2 separate regions of the Rattus norvegicus genome follow, and region 1 is linked to region 2. The links are chromatin contacts, called in public Hi-C maps. All regions are on one chromosome and are shown on one strand. Each heading gives the region's core, a stretch centred on a gene start, on an enhancer-like site or on the middle of the called end of the contact. The rest is flanking DNA. Distances are from core to core; before and after follow the strand shown.

Region 1 (6,026 bases), core at 2,577-5,076, 290 kb before region 2:
TCTTCTAAGCTGATACATCTGTACACTGGTTCTCAGTCTGGCCTGCTTCTTTGAGTCACTTCGGAGTGTCTGTTGCCATGTAGATTTGGTGGTGTGTCTCTTCTCTGGACCTTCTGCTTCCTGGCCCCTTGTAGGAAAAGTGAGCCCGTGAGTTCTTTAGACGTAGCCTATCAGAATCCTCGGAGAGCACCTTTATCAGAGGATGTCACTGTGTCTTCTCCTAGCTTCTTTAACCTCTCACTTCCTGTTTTCATGATAAATGCCTTCGTTTTTTACTTTTAACTGTATTTCCCTTTAAAAAAAAGATTTAGTTTTAGTTATGTGTCTGTGTCTGTGTCTGTGTCTGTGTGTGGGCGTGTACACGTGAGTGCTTGGTGGTACCTAAGAGGCCAGAGTTACAGGCAGGGGAACTGAACTCGGGTCTCTTGCAACAGCAATCCATGCTTTTAACCACTGAGCCATCTCTCCATCCCTTAGCTTCATTTTCCAAAATTCCAGCTTATAGGAGGATAGGGCAGCTATAACGAGCAGTCACGTCACCTTCACTTGAGGCCAGGGTGTACAATCTCCCTCCGTGATTAACCGGCCACGTGTCCCTGGTCTCTCAGGAGTTCTGTAGCACAGCCTCGCCAGGAGTTTGCTTCACCTTGCTAACAAGGTGAACAGCAGAAACATACTTGCCTCGAGTGTAAAGAACCAGCTATCATATTCTGTGTTCTGCCTCTCTGAGGTAATTCCCTTCTTCCCTACCATACAGCGATTTCTTCCTGAGGGTTCAGGTCCCTTTACTTTTATCTACATGCCCTGTGCTCTGACCTAAAGCCTCTGCCATGTCCCATCCCTGGTTCCTGTGTGACCCGTGTCTTCCCCTCCTCCCTGTAGTTGTTTACCCATAGATCCCTAGTTCCTGGTTGACCTTAGGACCCTCTTGAGTCTGTTTGGACTTTTTCTTCTACCCCATGGAGATGGTGGCACTTTAGAAAGACATGCACCGTCGGTGGTAGCCCCAGAGTAGGTTAAGCTGTGTCAGTTGCCTGGTTCTTCAGATGCGGCCCCACCTGGACCGTTCGCCACTCAGCTTCGTGCTCTTGCCAATCTGGCCCCCGCTTGAATGCCTGGTAAACAAATCCTTGCAAATTTGATGTGCAACCTTCTCTCATGGTTAGTCACAGTGAAAGTGAGACCGGACCCCTCCCCCAACACTCTCAGGCCTTAGGGATTTCAGATGTTTTCCCAGGGAGCTTTTCATGAGATCCAGACCTTTTTTGTAGGAGATCTAGAGTTTGCCTTTTTCTTTTGTGCAAAACATTGGCATTATTGTCTGTCTGTTTGTTTGTTTGTTTCTTTGTTTGTTTGTTTGTTTGTTTAGAAACACACCCAGAAAGCCAGGGAAGTGTTTCCCCAGTTGGTTATTTAATATTTTGTGCCTCTGTTTCTCAAAGCGGACCCATGGCAACTACGTGTCCATTCCAGTGGGCCAACACAGAGGAAAGGCAGAGTGAAGGGAGGTCCTAAGATTTTCTCACTTTGAGTTTGAGATGGGACAACAGTTGTCTGAAGGAGTTGATTCTGACCCGTACGGGATAGGCTCTGGCATTAGCTGGACCCTAAACATTGGCTGAATTAGTTTTGTGGACACAAACTGATACAGTAGCTCTGTGAACAGCTTTGTAACTTCTCCAAGCTCACTTTCCCTACTTGAAATTGGATGTAATAGAATTGTTAAATATTAAACTAATGAACACTTGTAAAGCCCATAAAATAGTGTCTATTATGTGATAAGTTGTCAATAGATGAAATTGATTTTTTTTTGAGATTAGGTTTCATGTAGCCCAAGCTGGCCTTGAACTTGCTTAAGTACATGATCCTGAATTCCTCATCTTCCTGCCTCTAATTCCCAATTACTGGGATCACAGGCAGGAGCCACCATGCTGGCCAGGGTGTACTACGTGACTATTTGAGCAATGAGGACTATGCGATGTAGTCTATTTGCAGTAGTTATCAGTCTCTATGTAGCTCGATTTTAACTTTAAGATTAAAAAACAAACCACTCCCATATAACCCAGACAGTGGCTTTCCGGATTTTAGTTTAACATAGACAAAGTTTTTTTTTTTTTCTAAAGAAAGGACAAAACTGCAGAGGAGACTTCCTTCTGGGTCTGGAGAGAGAAGAAAACAGACAAGCAGACACAGGCTTAGGCTGGGAAAGCCCACATGAAAGGAGAGGTTGGCAAAGATGTCTATACCTAAGTTGGTGCTGATACAGAATCTTTTCCTTTGTAGGTTTCACAAGCTAATCTGGGGAAGCTCCAGCAGTGGGCTTCTGGAGAACACTGGGGTTATTGCTGGTGGAGGAGACAGTGGCATGCTTACCCTATACAATGTGACCCACATCCTTTCTCCGGGGAAGGAACCCTTGATTGCCCAGAAACAGAAGCACACAGGAGCTGTCAGAGCCTTGGACTTTAATCCTTTCCAGGTACTGTGTCTTAGTTGATCAGACAAGGCTAAGGCATGACAACGGATGCCTGAATGGAAGCACTCTCTTGTGATCTTCAGGCTGCTGCTCCGAACTGTAATGGGAGAGGCTCTGCGTCTCCCAAAGGCAGTTCCCCTCCTTCTCTTTCTGAAGTGGGAGTAGGGGAGGGGTCTTTAAAAATATCTTTTTTTCACACAGGGCAACCTCCTGGCCTCAGGAGCCAGTGATTCTGAAATCTTCATTTGGGATTTGAACCACCTGACTGTTCCAATGACACCTGGATCCAAGTCACAGGTGAGGGGCCCCCTCCACCCTCTGACTCGGGGCTACCTGCCCTCCTCCCTCTGACCTGGGGCTGCCTCTTAGGGTGTAGAGCCAGGTTTCCCCAGGTAAAGTTTTGAAATCTGGAGCCAGCAGACTAGCAGAGTAGCAGAGATTTCAAGCTTTACCACTGGAGGGCAATAAAACTCCACAGACGGACACACTATTAGCCACCTGAGTCAAGAGGGGGCACGCAGAGCAGTTGGTTCATGGTGGTCGTTTGCTGGTCAAAGAATTCCTGGAAGGAAGTGAAGGGCAGGGCAGTCAGAAAACACCAAGACAGGCAAGGAGTGATGTTTGTCATAGTTGTGGGGAGAGGGCTGGCTCGGCCCTGTACTCGGCAGAGGAGGAGCAAGAACATAACCCAGGACATACCACCACCTTGTTGGGGGTGGGAGGGGCAGCCTTATCTCTGGTTTTGCCTCCTTCGCCAATCTGTAGCTTGGATTATCTCTTTGCTTTTCTCTGTCTCGTACTTTATCATGAAGTAAATGTGGGATGACTGGCACTTGATACCCTGGAAGTCAGGTGTTTTCTCTGCCTCATTTTCTCAGGTTCTCCTCACATCGGGTTGGTTTCCTCTCTCAGATTTCTCCTCCTCCCCTTCTCTGTCCTGAGGGGGCGTTACTTTTCAACCGGGACTCTCTACTTTCAAGAGAACTTTGACTTTAGCTGTTTCCCCCCTCCCCACTTCTGCCCCAGTAACTTAAGCATCCTTCTTGGAAAATGTAGTCCCAAGTCTGGAGGCCATTAGTGGGAGGAACCTCTTGCCTCCTTTCAACTTCCTGTGGGCCGTTGGGAGGAGCAAAATGGTACCTGTCACTTAATTCAGGGGATGGCAGGCTGTCTCTTTCACCATCTTGTCTCAGAACCCCCCGGAAGACATTAAAGCATTGTCTTGGAACCGCCAAGTCCAGCACATTCTGTCTTCTGCTCACCCCAGTGGCAAGGCAGTTGTGTGGGATCTCAGGAAGAACGAGCCCATCATCAAAGTCAGCGACCACAGCAGCAGGGTGAGTAGTGGCCAACACGGGCCTGTATTCTGGCTTCCCTCACGTCAGACAGCGGGAGCTACTCTTGTTCAGGATGGGATCCATTCTCAAGTGTGGATTCGGCCCCATAACAGAGTTCTCATTAACAGTGAGTACTTGAGAAGCTGACCTGGATTCTGGTCGCGTTCCTTGTTTGTTCATGGTTCTCACTTATTACTAAGGAGACACACGGTACCCTCAGTAGTCTCATTCCAACTGGGCAGAATCAGTTCATAGTCTTAGAGCTTAGGTTATATCACCAACGGGGAGGGATCTTCTCTGTTCACAGATGAACTGCTCAGGCCTGGCCTGGAACCCAGACATAGCCACACAGTTAGTGCTGTGCTCAGAAGATGACCGGCTCCCAGTGATTCAGCTGTGGGACCTGCGCTTCGCTTCCTCACCCCTGAAGGTGTTGGAGAGCCACAGCAGGTAGCAAACCCTGTTCAAATGGGGCTCATTTTAGCCACTAACATCTTCCATGGCTTCAAAGACGTCGCAGAGAACACAGCTGTATGTCTAACTGGGAGGCATTCCTTCGGAGCCTGGGCTTACGGGGAAGAGCTGGGATTCCGTACAGCTTCCAGCGAAGGGCCATGAGAAACCTTTGAGCCAGTTGACCCTTGGGTTAGTTTCTATCACTACGATAACTACCTGAGGAAATTAACTTCTAGAGGAAGCTTTGTTCTCTGTTCATGATTGATTACTGTCCTCACTTTGGGGACTTTGATGTGACAGCAAATTATGGCAGGAATGTATAGGGAGAAAAGTCACTCAGCACACGGCCAGGGAGAAAAAGAGAAGTAGGAAGAGGTCAGGGTCCCAGCATCTCCTTCAAAGCCTTGGTTCAGAGACCCACAGACCTCTCACTATCATACCTGTCCTGTCACTGGGAGGGTCCTAGATTCTGCTCTAAGAACAGTGTTCATTTCTCTGAGTGGGGAGCCTCCTGCCAGAACTCTTTTTTTTTTAAAGATCTATCTATCTATCTATCTATCTATCTATCTATCTATCTATCTATCTATCTATCTATTATGTATACAGTATTCTGTCTGCATGTATGCCCTGCGGATCAGAAGAGGGCACCAGATTCCATTACAGATGGTTGTGCACCACCATGTGTGGTTGCTGGGAATTGAACTCAAGACCTCTGGAAAAGCAGTCAGTGCTCTTAACCACTGAGCCATCTCTCCAGCCCCCAGAACTCTTAATAAAAGCAACTTGGCTCCTATCTCTTCAGAAAGCCCTGTCCCTGAAGCCGTAGGTCTTGGGCCCACAATAAAGGAAGCAGATCCATAATGTAGGTCTCTCTCTCTCTCTTTCCCCACCCCCGACCCGTGTGTGTATGTGTGTGCATGTGAGTGTGAGAGTGTGTGTGTGTGTGAGCGTGTGTGTGTGTGTGTGTGTGTGTGTGTGTGTGCGTGTGCGTGTTGTTCCTTAGGAGATGTCTACATGTTTATTGAGACAGTCATCACTGAGTCTCTCCAACTAGGGATGGTTGCTTAGCCACTCAAGCCCAGAGATCCTCATGATTCTGACCCCGGAATTACGTGTACTGCCTTGCCGAGCTTGTTAACATGGTGCTAGGGATCCATCTCAAGTCCTCAGGCCTGGAGGGGAAGCACTTCACCAACTCAAGTGTCTCCCCAGCCCCTCCTTCAGGACTTCTGAGAGTTAGGTCTTTACTAGGGGGCGAAAAGCAACCCAGAAATGGACGTTTGTATGATTCCTTCTAATTCACGATTCTACTCTCATTGCTCAAGTCGGCAGGGTGGTGCAGTGCATAGTGCTGTGTTGTGGACCTTTCTAGGCCACCGTCTTAACACATACTCACTTTTCAAAGCTTTGCTTTCTTCATTGAGAAATTAAGTTAGATCATCCGTTTTGTGGAGGGGAGCCGAATCTAAGACATGCAAGGTGCCCACTCGGGCTGGCATTCCACAAACACTGGTTCCTCTTTATTTCCAATTTTAGGGGCATCTTGTCGGTGTCCTGGAGCCAGGCTGATGCTGAACTGCTGCTTAGCAGTGCCAAAGACAACCAGATTTTTTGCTGGAATCTGTCAAGCAGTGAGGTAGGCTAGTCCTGCTATGAGCATACTGTACTGGAGATCTGATGATGGGGGAGAGAGGATCCCAGCTACGCGTTCCAGAGTTATCTACGTCAGTGTTTCCTCATGCTGTGCTCTCTTGCGG
Region 2 (6,165 bases), core at 2,771-5,270:
TGAGGGTGAATCTCCTTCTAGGGAGTGGGTCTCCCATCTACTCATGAATCAGTGTGTTGATTACCCACCTCCTGGACTTGCTACACATTGCCTGACCAGTCAGTGTGCTGAATACTGCGTCCATAATGGAGGAAGACTGTTAATGAAACTCTTCCCTAAGCAGCCTGCCTTGCCTCTTCCGGCTGTTTCATTAAACCAATTATATACAACCAAGGTTCACTGACCTAGGAACGTAAAACTTCATAAAAGGAATGAGGCAATAAAGCAAGATACTGTGTTGGGAATCTGGATTTTATCAACCCAAGGAGCAAATTGGACTAAGAACGGGACCTAGCGTTGAAACTGTTTCTGAGGTAATCGTCAACCCGAACAGATTTTTTTTTCCTGAAGAAGTTATCTCAGAATCTGCCTACCAACACTATCCTTCAACCTGTCCATCTCTGTCTTGAAGTGGGAAGAGTTTCATTGCCAAGCTCTGGGGCTCAGGGCAGAAAGGAGGGATGTTGTGTGACCAGCTTCCTGTCGCTTGGGAAGCAGCTAGGTCTGACCACAGAAAGAACATTTTTATAACTCATTGCATGTCACATCACCCCTGCTTAACACCTGACCTGCAGGGTAGTTCACCTCCCTGATATTTTAATGCAACGCAAGCTCAGTGCCAAGGAAAGGTTAGAGTTTCTTGTTGTCTTTTTGGTGGTGCATGTGTATGTAGTGTGTGTGTGTGTGTGTGTGTGTGTGTGTGTGTGTGTGTGTGTGTGTGTGTGTGTCTTTTCTGTGGCCTGATGGGAGTTAACAGAGAACACCCAGGAAGCCCTGGTCAGAGCTTTAGCTGGACAGCTACCTTGAGGCTCAAGAGAGACCAAGGAAAGAGTGCTATTGGTCAGGTCCTTTAATTTAAAACATTTGCTGTGTTTTTCAAAGTTCTGTTCCGTCCTATTGCTCAGCTCTCCTAGAAAAGCAGTAAGATAATAAGAAGGATCAGGCAACCAAATGATCCCTGGAATACAAGACTAAGAACAGAAGAACTGCTTAGGAACATAAGAGAAAGTTTCTGCCTTTTAAGATTGAATATACTAGGATACTGTATTGAAATGGGACTTTGTACAACATGGCTGCTTCTTTTCAGTATTTAAACATTGTCAACCCCCCATCCAGCTGGCTTTCAGAAGAGAATGATTTCAAACTCAGCCACTCTTGTGGCTCCCATCTCCAGTTCTCTTAATCCTGGCTAAGACAGTGGCCTTGGACACCCTCTTCCGGTCGTAAGCCAGGCCTAGGAAAGCCATGCAGTCGATGAAGAACGTGGTGAAGTTGATGTGCCAGGGGTACTCACTGGCAGAGTAGTCGTAGGGGAAGGCGTGATGGTAGTTGTGGAAGCCCTCGCCTGCAACAGAAGCAAGGAGAGGAGTTAGGGGCTCAGCGATTGTGACTTCCTCCTCTGCACACCTCTTACCCAGAGGGCTCCCCAGACTTTGGAGAGTCAGGACTGCAGGTGAGGGAATGGCTGACCCAATCACTGCCTTCCACTCTGAAACAGTGAGCTGAGAGGCTCAGGTGGTCCTTACCATTTGAAAGCATGTTGGAAGGAAATTTGCTTCCAAGGCTAACAGGATAAGAAGCTTGATTATTCTGGGGAGATATATTTTACATCGGTATGCTCTGCGATACTGTAGACTCCTGAGTGTGTGCATGTAACCAGGAGGAAATATCCATTAGTAGATCAGGCCACCTTCCTCATGGTACTTTGTGGGAGTACCATCAGTGGAGGCAGCTGCCACAGAAAAGGCAAAATCAGAGGAACCCGGACCTAGCCAAGGTGGGACTTCCTTCAGCCACTGGGCCTCACAGTGGCTGCCTTTGCTGCTGCTTCTCAGAGTTTCTCCCTGGTGCGGGAGGGTGGTGCAGGGGGATGCTGATAAAATAGAACCCCTTTAATAAAGATTTCTTGCTTCATCTGATATTTTTTTTCTGAAATTTCTGATTTTTTTGAGCGACAATTACTTGTACAGTAAACACACCTGAATATTTAACACAATATTTACATAAACATTTTGCAAGATATTCAAACTGTTGGAGCCAGTCCGGCGAATCAGGTTCGATACAAAGAACCCACATAAAAGTGGAAGGTTAGAACTGACTAAAAAGTTGTCCTCTGTGGCATGTACCAGCCCCCTCACATCAGTCTGCGTAGCCATACAATCACACACACCGTGAAGGTTCTTCTGTCAAATTGAGACTATCTGGAATTAACCGAAAGTCTGAAATGACTGCACACACCAGCGAGGGAGTTTTTCCTCAAGTCATTTCACACTGGAAGGTGCACTTCTGGTCCAGATCTTTGAGGTGGGAAGACACACCTCTAGCCTGGGCCACACCTCTGCTGGAAGTCTAGATAAGGACATAAGGAAGGAAGGAAGGAAACTCCTCACTCTACCTGCTCCTTCTTACCCGCCCTAGCAAGTCTATCTCTTCACCGGCTGCTTTAGGACTCCAGCTAGAAGGAAGAGCAACTGAGACCTCCATCCTCTAGACTGAGCGACTACTGGGTTCTTGGCTCTTCTGTTCATAGGCAGCCATTGTCATACAAGCTGGAACACAGCTTCTAAGTCATTCTAACATATATTATATATTACATATAGATAATATATATTCATATTCTAAGTTCTTTTATTCTAGAGAACCCTGACTAACACACACACACACACACACACACACACACACACACAGAGACACACACGTGAATACTAATAAAGATTCCTTAATAAATCGATAGTCAAAATATTTTCCTGAAATTTTTTATGTATTTGGATGAAAACGTGCTATCTTTGTAACACTATTTATTTGAATATTGAAAAAATATAAACTGTGACTTCAAGAAGAATAAAAATCGCCAGGTATTGGTGGCTCATACCTTTAATCCTGGCGCTTGGGAGGCAGAGGCGGTCAAGTTCAAGGCCAGCCTGTTCTACAGAGTGAGTTCCAGGACAGCCAGGGATAAACAGAGAAACCCTGTCTCACCCCTCTCCCGAAAAAAGGATAAAATCCTAACTTCCTTTTACAATTTCTTTGTATACAGACAAAAATATTCGGGAATGTAGATTAGATAACACCAGCAAGTAAAAGTTCCAAATTTTATGGAACAGACAAAAAACATTTAAAAAATATATAATGAGCTATAACAAAACAGGCAAACTCCTTTACACTGCCATCTGGATTTGTCCACTTTTAAGTGGTATTTGCCTGTATTCCCAGCTCTTTGGAGGCTGACCCAGGAGGGGTCTCACCAGCACAAATTAGAAGAACTGTATTTCTAAGGTAAAGATAAAAGAACCAGACAAGCAGCTTATTGGTAGAAGTTCAAGGTCACCCTGAGCCACAGAGTAAGTGCAGGGCCAGCCTAGACTACTTAGTGAGCTCCTGTCTCACAATATAGAAAACCAGACAGGGCTCGAGGATGGCGTTCAGTGACCGAGTACTTGCACAAAGGCTGTGATTTCTTCAGGAAGAATGGGTTGAAGGCAAAAGGGAAGAGAGATCGGAGGAGAGAGAGAGAAACTGAAGGGAGAGGAAAAGGAAGAAGACAACACCAGAAGATTAGAATGGCAGGAAACAGGAGAGCGGCGGATGAAGTCAGAGAGGAGAGAGAAGGGGCAGAGAGGGAATGTCAGGAATGTCAACAGGGACAGAGCACGATGCTGGCCACTACCTAGGACAGCATAGTCACCACAAGGCTGGAGCTGGGAGAGTGCATGGTAGCTTCCTTCACAGAATACATCTCTGTCAGAAGTTGATTTACTTAAACCTTGGTGAACCGGAAGTGCATGCCTGGCGGTGGTGCTGGCGGTGGTGCTGGCGGTGGTGCTGGCGGTGGCGGCGACTGCGGCGGTGGCAGTGGTGGTCCCTGAATCTTGGATGGGGGTGCAAGTTCATAAAACCACACCAGGGAGAGGAGCCAGTATGAGAATGGCTCACTTTTAAGTCCACTGAACAAAGCCATGCTTGTTTTTCCTTTCCTTCGCATGGCATGACTAGGTTATTGTGTTCTCCGTGAGCCTACTGTTCTGTGTATGAATCCAAGCAGCAATGGCCCAGCCCGGAGAAATGAATCAGAGATGACTTGAGAAACGCTCATTTGGAAGGCTTTTGTTTTGTTTTGTTTTTTAACTTCCAATCAAAGGCAGGACTTTTTTTTTTTTTATCCTTTCCCCTCTTACATAAAATGTGTTGCTTGACTCTCATGTTTCCCCCAAGGTTGCAATCCCGAGTTTTACAATGGAAGACATGAGACACTAAGTGCCTTTAAGAACAGATGACTCGGGTCTTCCTCGAAGCGCACGGAATAAGGAGACCACTGAACGTTAAAATACCATAGACTGCTGTCTAACTTACCCAGAGTCCCCAAGGAAACCAGGGCATTCTCCCGGGGATCAATGTTCTTGTCGTAGGGGCGATATCCATAGAGGTGGGCGGCACTGTTCACCAGCCAGGTGACGTTGAGCACTACGGCATATCTCAGTAAGGTGGCAACATAAAAACTGTGTAGAAAAGTTTCACCCCAGAAATACCAGGGCACCAGCGTGGGCAGGATGAAGCACAAGAGCAGGATGCCGGGCTTGTAGTACCTACGTGGAGAGATCACATGCTGAGTCCCAAGAGAACTCTCATCCTAATCTGGATTGGCTATTGTCACTGGGAGGGGCTGCTGACTTCCTCTTACACTGTGAGTGCAGGGATGGGGTGAAAAACCTTCTCAGTACAGAGTGCCATCATTTTCATGAAAAGTCTGCGTGAGGCAGAGATTTTCCTAAAATAACCCCACCATTTAATAGAGCAAGGGCTCCACCATTCTTACTCACAGAAGGGTGTGGTACCTTACTCAACAAATCAAGACCAAACCCCATTCTCACCCAGTCTGTGCTGAGGCGCTGTTTGACACCTGCCCTTGAGCTCCGTTTTTTCTATGAGAATATAATGGGTTTTTTATATTTTTCCATTTCCTTCTAGCTTCCTCTGTCGGGCCTGACCACCAGCAGGTTCTGTCCTTCTGGAGGCTTTATCCCAATTTCCCTCCCTCTCTCCCTTCCTTCCTTCCTTCCTTCCTTCCTTCCTTTCTTAAAGATTTATTTAATTTATGTATATGAGTACACTGTTGATGTCTTCAGACACAACAGGAGAGGGCATCAGATCCCATTACAGATGGCTGTGAGCCACCATGTGGTTGCTGGGATTTGAACTCAGGACCTCTGGAAGAGCAGTCAGTGCTCCTAACCACTGAGCCATCCCTCCAGCCCCCAATCTCATTTCTGCATAGAACAGATCCTGATTCCTGAGAGAATGGTTTCGTGTCTCCTTAGCAGTAATGTCTTAAACTTTCCAGTCACTGGCAGGACCTGCATTCAGCTTTCTCCTTCTTGTGCTCCTTTCCTAAAGTGAATCCTCTCTCCTGGCTGTGTCCTTCCCTCACCTCTCTGGCGCCATGTCTTCTTCGCCTGACCTGACGGTGGCCTCTTGAGAGCACAGCTCTGTTTTTGAACCACCCATTGTTGGAGAAATAAACTCCTCATTGTCAATCACCTTGATCCTATCGGTGACTAAGGCACTGCTGATGACATCAGTCTGTGTTACCTTTTTCCCTGTCATATCTTTTGTGGGTCAAGGAAACAGACTCTTTCTAGATCCTGCATAAAGCTTTAACTCACTTTCCTCTTTTGGGTCTGTACACAATCTTTTCTATTGTTTCTGAGGCTGCGCTTTAATTAGCCTGTCTTGTTCTCCCTAAGTGACCTCTGACCCTTTCTGCCTCTCACAGTATAGACAGCAGTTTGCTTTCTTTCATGGTTTCTCCGGGATATGCTAAAATCTCCCAGAAAGTAAGGACTAAGTTGAGTTCATTGTGTCTATGAATATCCTTGGTCAGTGAATATTTGCTACGTTTAGCTGGTTTAATGAAATCAGTTCAGAGAGAGAGAGGAACAGAGCAACACTCCATGACTTTGGACATCCAAACAATAACTAGGGTTTAAAATGATCTGTTTGCTCTTGGGTTTTTTTTTTTTTTTTTTTTTTTTTTTTTTTTTTTTTTTTTTTTGGTGAAGCAGCATCTTACTATATAAATCCAGGCTGTCCTGGATCTCACTATGTAGACCAGGCTGGCTTCAAACCCAC

The links. Hi-C and Micro-C count contacts between places; a contact is called where the count stands out from the background.
Region 1: a contact with region 2 is called in a Hi-C map of the A7r5 cell line, with 4 times the contacts expected there. The contact joins two enhancer-like sites. A contact is called at or near these places in 4 of 12 Hi-C or Micro-C datasets (the A7r5 cell line, Schwann cells, frontal cortex and 1 more).

The regions. Positions count from the first base shown.
Region 1 is chr1:253,343,276-253,349,301 of GRCr8, reverse strand. Sec31b (SEC31 homolog B, COPII coat complex component) reads left to right here. Exons shown (of 26, transcript NM_001135713.1): 4 at 2,284-2,479; 5 at 2,678-2,773; 6 at 3,670-3,813; 7 at 4,121-4,263; 8 at 5,806-5,905. Among named protein-coding and RNA genes, the nearest start is that of Sec31b, 7.5 kb to the left of the region's middle. Within about 2 kb of position 3,826, at least 3 of the 93 cell types and tissues checked have an H3K27ac peak or open chromatin away from gene starts, as enhancers often do. A contact at or near this core is called in the A7r5 cell line, where this site is marked.
Region 2 is chr1:253,056,401-253,062,565 of GRCr8, reverse strand. Scd3 (stearoyl-coenzyme A desaturase 3) reads right to left here. Exons shown (of 6, transcript XM_008760487.4): 5 at 4,390-4,622; 6 at 1-1,384. The coding sequence ends at 1,185. Among named protein-coding and RNA genes, the nearest start is that of Scd-ps1, 9.3 kb to the left of the region's middle. Within about 2 kb of position 4,020, at least 38 of the 93 cell types and tissues checked have an H3K27ac peak or open chromatin away from gene starts, as enhancers often do. A contact at or near this core is called in the A7r5 cell line, where this site is marked.